Regions from separate parts of the Gossypium hirsutum genome. Here region 1 is linked to region 2. Evidence: chromatin contacts called from public Hi-C data. All regions are on one chromosome and are shown on one strand. The core of a region is the stretch at or near the end of the contact, and the rest is flanking DNA. Distances in the headings are between cores, read along the strand shown. Region 1 holds the start of LOC107913843 (phosphoinositide phosphatase SAC2). Region 2 holds the start of LOC107913836 (proteasome subunit alpha type-5).

The links. A called contact is a pair of places that touch in the nucleus more often than the background predicts.
Region 1: a contact with region 2 is called in a Hi-C map of leaf, with 1.7 times the contacts expected there. The contact joins the promoter of LOC107913843 here to the promoter of LOC107913836 in region 2. A contact is called at or near these places in 2 of 34 Hi-C or Micro-C datasets (anther and leaf).

What each region holds. Positions count from the first base shown.
Region 1 is chrD10:4,913,119-4,916,257 of Gossypium_hirsutum_v2.1, forward strand. It overlaps LOC107913843 (phosphoinositide phosphatase SAC2), which reads left to right and starts at 1,341. Exons shown (of 16, transcript XM_016842493.2): 1 at 1,341-1,833; 2 at 2,843-3,047; 3 at 3,129-3,139. The coding sequence starts at 1,750.
Region 2 is chrD10:4,771,285-4,774,354 of Gossypium_hirsutum_v2.1, forward strand. LOC107913836 (proteasome subunit alpha type-5) reads right to left here and starts at 1,557. Exons shown (of 10, transcript XM_016842484.2): 1 at 1,458-1,557; 2 at 1,316-1,363; 3 at 1,150-1,231; 4 at 978-1,058; 5 at 258-371; 6 at 77-178. The coding sequence starts at 1,329.

The DNA of each region.
Region 1 (3,139 bases), core at 91-2,590, 140 kb after region 2:
ATATAATTTATTCCGACATAATTAAACCTAACTTTATACCATTTAGTTGTTGTTTAATACAACTAAAAATTAAGTATTAAAATATATTTAGTATGTTACTTAATATTAAGTATTAAAAAACTAAACTTTTTGATAAATATAAAATATAAATATAAATTTTTTATCCTTAATTTTAATCCCTTCACTTAATTTTAAATCCAATTAAATTTTAAACGACACATATGAAATATTTAGTGTCAATTTACAATATAATATTAAAGATATTGAAGTTAATTACGTAGTTCGGAAAAGCATTCTAGTTTGAAAAAACAATTTAGTGTCAATTTATAATATCATATTAAAAACATCGAAGTTAATTACGTAGTTCGGAAAAGCATTCTACGTTTGAAAAATTAATTTAGTGTCAATTTATAATATAACATTAAAGACATCGAAGTTAGTTACTTAGGGTGGGTTTGGATAGGTGATTGGGTGCGTTGCGTTTAGTTCACTTTTTGTCTCACGCTACAGTATCGCTACAGTATTTAATCTCACCGCCACTGCTGTTTTTACACTAATCACAGGTAAACACACCGCCCATCCAAACTCACCCTTAGTTCGGAAAAACATTCTATATTTGAAAAAATAATTTAGCGTCAATTTATAATATAATATGTAAAATTAATGGCTGAATTATTTGTACTCAATTTATATTTGAAAAGATAAATTACTAAAAAAAGAAAATTAAAATTATTCAATTTTTTTTCTTAAAGTTAATATTATAACATAATATTTTATGTTATTTTCATAAGTTTTGGACCAAGGTTAAATATGATAATTTAAATATATATTTAAAAAAAAAGATAATTTATTTCAAATATAAATTTATTTTTAAAAGAAAATCAATTTAAGAATTTCAACATTAAGTACTAAAAAAAACTAATCTAATCTAATCATCAAACATGTTTAAGAATAGATTTATAAGAAAAAGCTAATTTATTAATAAGATTAAATAACTAAATTAATTTTGTAATAAAAATAAAAAAAACTACTTTTATCATGCTAATTTATTTTTAGAATAATTAAAAACCTGGTGATCTAAAGATCTTAACTTTGAATCAGTAGGCTGGTATACACCAGATTCATCCACGCGAGCGGTTCAACCGAGTCAAAACGACCATATGTCCGAGTCATAACAGCCGAGTCAAACAATCATTAGCGGAAAAAAAAAAAAAACAATATCAATTCAAAACGTAAGTTACTGTGGACGATTGCTATATTGAAAAAAATTAATTAGAAAGTTAAAACAGCACTTACCTCGCAATTTATATATTTTTTTAGAATTTTTTTTTATTTAGAGTTGCACGTTATATTATTATTTTTTGGTTTTATTTTTGTGGTCTTCCATTCTCCATTAGCTGTACGGTTCTCTTCTGCTTCTTCTTCTTCTCGATCTCTCCCTCCTTCTCTTCAACAAGACGCGCCGTTTTCTCGCAGATTCATACTATCTTTATTTCTTATTTATTTAGTTTCTTTTTTTCCATAGCTGTTTTCTTGTTGTTCAGGTTGGACTGTGAATTGTGAATTTGTGACGCTTATTTTTATTCATAATTTTCTACGCTTTTACCCGTATATATTAAATATATAGATAGATTCATTTTTGTAAATCGAGAGAGGTTTTTTTTTTTTCCCTTCCGTGGTTCTTCGGTGATCTGTATCTTGAGTGAACCCGAGCTTTGAGGCTCGGGGAACACGGGATCCGAAAAGCTAATGGCAGCCGAGAATTGCAGTGATGGTGGACAAGATCCGAATCCTTGCTATTTGCAGAAATTCAGACTCTACGAGACTCGCTCGGTATTTTTCCTCTCCCTGTCGTATATACATACTCGTTTTGCTTCATATATTCGTATGCTTGTGTATACGGGCTGTTGGTTTAAGGATTTGAATTTCGTCATTGTAGTTGCTTATATGTTTATCACGCTATGATTTTTTTTTTTGCTTTTTTTTCCCCTGCGGCTGTTTAATCTTTTTGGCGATTTTTTAACTAAATCGTCATATATGTAATTTGAGTGTATTTGATTTTCAGCTTTAACTGGTAGCTGCTCTGTGATTTGCTCTGTTTTTCTCAATGGTTAGCTTGATGTTGGGATGGTTGATTTTTTTTTTCTTTATTTAAAGTTTGATTGTATTTATCTATGGGTTTATAATTTCTTTTGCGAGTTTGGTTATAATTGCCGAGATCTTGATTTACTTGTTCTTTATATTGTATTTGTTAGTCTGACTGAGATTTTTTTTGGCTTTTGAATGCGTATTGAACTGGTAATTGGCAATAGGAAGTCTGATTGCGGTTTAGCTTCTGTTGTCAACCTCTTTTTTTGGCTTGTTATTCTAAGGAGCGGTTTGGTTGAATTTGCATTTCAAAATTCTTTTTATATTCAACACGTATTACTCAAACTTTTTAGTATTCTGAATTCAGCTTAGCAGGAGAAAGTCTTCACTTAATGAATAGGTTCATAATATTCTCTTTAAATGGATTCAACTCTGATGAAGTGTTACTGTTTCTTTTTTCTCGGTTTTAATCTCATAAAGCGGTTCATTACTCCTGAGATCATGGGCAGTGACTGTTTATGTGCTTGGAGCTACTTCTGTAGAAATAGTCCTTATGCTTGGAGCAAGTTCTACACTTATAAGATATATATTTTCCTGTTTCCCTCTATGATGCTGATAGGAGTGTTGCTGCTGCTGCTTTTGTTTTAAGTTTCTTTTCACTCTCCCGCCCCCAAATTCTTTGAGCTATTATTATGCAGTTTCCATCTTCATTACATGATATTAATGGAACATTTGTATATTCCTGGTATAACAGAACTTCTATATGGTTGGAAGAGACAAGAGCGGAACTCTTTGTAGGATATTAAAGATTGATCGATTAGATCCTTCTGAACTAACTGTTCTTGAAGACTCCACCACTTACCCAGAAATTGAATGCTATGATCTGTTAAGACGGATACATGAAGGAAACAGGTCCACAGGCGGACTTAAATTTGTTACAGCTTGTTATGGAATCATTGGTACGTATATCACTCAGGTTCTCCACCTTCCCCTCTCTGTCATTTTCAGTATGACCTAATGAATTTCTCTCATTAATTTAGGGTTTGTAAAA
Region 2 (3,070 bases), core at 307-2,806:
AAAATGAGCAAAAAGCATCATGAAAAAGGAGCTTAAAATTTCTATAACTATGTATAGAAATTATATGCAACCATACCATGGATTCTTCATCTCCTTCACCAAATCGAAGGGCCAGGTCACAAAGAGCTTGTGTTGTGGACTCTACAGTCATTGGCTCGCCATATGAGAATCTGTGGTTCTGTGTGACCGTAGAAGTTATCAGCATAAAGTTGCAAAAAAATTTCATATCAAAGGGTAGGAAATAACAACTACGGTACCTGAGTCTCAACTCGTGCATGTTCAACAAGTGTACGGGCATCAGCAATCAAGCCACTCATAGCACATCCTATATGTTCATCAATTTCCATAATCTTCTCAACACTGCTGGGCTCCTGAAAGAGAGTCCAGTACTTATGAGGCTGGGAAGAAGTTGCAATAATCTACATCCCACAAAATCTACTATATGCAACACATGCTACGTGCTGGACGTCAAGTGTCATTTTTAAGAAGAATGTAGCTTCAATTGTAAGTCTTAAGTAAAGATGTGGCAGGTGAAGGAATCTTAGGGAGAATCAAGCAGCATACAGAGAAGAAAAAAAAAAGGCAATAACTAGTTGGATAGAATACTTGACATGTCTTAGACATTTCATTACATCACATAGAACCAGCATACTGTCTATCACATTATGCGAGTCGACAATAGCAAACTCCGTCGATTGGACCCAGATTTTCAATTCTAGGGTATTGACTATTAATAAACATATTGACATGCTTGCAACTGAAGAGTAGGTCGTAGGTCAAAAGATACTCCTTATATCCCTAAGAGCTAGCGATAACCTCATTCTCCAAATGGAACTCCACACCTTAAAAAACATATCCTTAAATTGCATTTTAGCAAACAATTCATAACAAATTAAAGCAAAAGGGGATTAAAAAAACCCTTTTTAGGAAAAATAATCTGCAAATGTAATGGTATTAAATCAAGTAAGAGTACAGACCAACAATGGCGAAGTAATACGCTTCTCGACAGCCAACACAACACCTTCTTTCGTCTTTAACCCAATTGCAGTTGAACCCAGCTGTAGTTCAATTAATAAAAACCCATTAAAATCAAAGCATCCCAAAAATTTATAAAACAAAAAAGGACACAATAGCAAAAAAGGATTTTACCTTGATGGCCTCAATAGCATATTCTACCTGGAACAATCTTCCCTCCGGAGAAAATGTGTTCACCCCACGGTCATACTCAGTCCTTCATAGACCAATCACCAAATCATTATTTAAAAAAAAAGAAAAAAAAAACTTGATGAGGAACCAATATGTTTTGCTATGGTACCTGGTGAGAAACATCTTGGATCGATTGGATGTTAGATCTAACAAAACCCTAAAGAACAAAAAAACCCACAATTTTTTAGCTTATTTCTGAAAAGAAAATTAACTTGAAAAGAAAAAAGAAAAAAGAGAGAAAGATGATTTACTTGTGAAGAGAGTATTAAGAGAGAGCAACTGAGCGAAAAGAAAGAGCTTTTCTTAAAGTACTCTAGACTTCTTGCGAAACAAGACAGCCTGTAAAACGGCTGCGTTTCAGGACGTGAATAAATCATAAATCATAAGCAATCCATACGCCCAATAGTTTGGGCTTTGACTTTGTTGGATATCATTCCCTTACCATTTATTTGGGCTTTGACTTTGTTAGATAGCCCATTCCCTTACATTTCTTTTTTGTTTTTTGAATTTCTAAGGTTCGGATCAATGTTTTGATAATGGGATCGGTTTGTTACGCTAAAAATAGTAGGGAGGGATTGAATTGATATTTTAAAGTTTTCTTAAAAAAATTATTTATTTTATTTTCATATTTAATCTCTTTAATCATATCTATTATTTAATTATTTTTATTAGCTTACTAGATTTTTTTTAGTTTCCCAATACATTTATTAGAGCGAGTCCAATAACTAATTCTCTATATTCGGTAAATTCATTAAGGGGTAAATATTGACCACAAATTGCAATATATTATTTTTTAGACATGTTTAGTAGAGATTTACACATATTTTAATATATGAATTAATAATAAATTAATTTAATTAATAATATTTAGCCACTTCCTACTTTACTTTTAATATAGAAGAAGAAAATTTTTATCGTTTATTTTAAAAATATTTTAATTTTAAATTTATATTTGTATTAATTATTTTTTAACCAAAGGAGGCAATAATTTAACTTGTAGTTTAAGGTTATATAAATGCTGAGTTGGCATGTTTTAACGGTTCAGATTTATTTTCAAATATCCAACCGCTTAAATGAATTTTAGCTTATTTCTTAAAAGAGAATTATCGTCAACAGATTGGGCAGGTTTCAATCTTCAACTCATTTATTGAGAAAGAGATCTACCCATAGTCCAAGAATTTAGGCTTTGACTTCGTTGGATAATTCATTCCCTTATTAATAAATTGAAATTTTAAATAGAAAAAAATAAGCGTTAAAAAATTAATTATTAAATTTAAGTTGTAAATTTTGTTTGGTATATTTTTGAAATTAAAGATGGAATATAAATAAATTATTTTATAAATATAATTTTAAAAATAAAATATTTAAAAGATAAAGTTAAAATAAAATAAAATAAAAATAATTTTAAAAAATTCACACTTTTTCATTAAAAAATTGTGGAAAATATTAATTTTTTAGTTGATCTAATTTTTTTCAATGATTTATCAAAACCTTAATATCACTTGACATCCGAGGTTAGTTTAGATATGTTTAAAAAGGGAAAAGTGTATAATTAATTACCTAATTATTAACGTGTTTTTGTTTTGGTCATCAAATTATAAAAAATTTCAATTTTGTCACTGATGTTTTTAGATTATTTCTGTTTTGGTCACTCTCGGTTAAATGGTCAACTGATGTAACATTTTTCTAATTAGCATAACAATAGATTTAGTCCTCAATACTTACACTTTCTATCAATTTAATCAAAATTCTAAACAATTCAATGAATATAACTTTTCACATTTACAAATTCTATCAATTTGATCATTAAACAGTTGTAATATTTTATGAAAAAGTATAAAATATTATATTATATTTTTCCTCA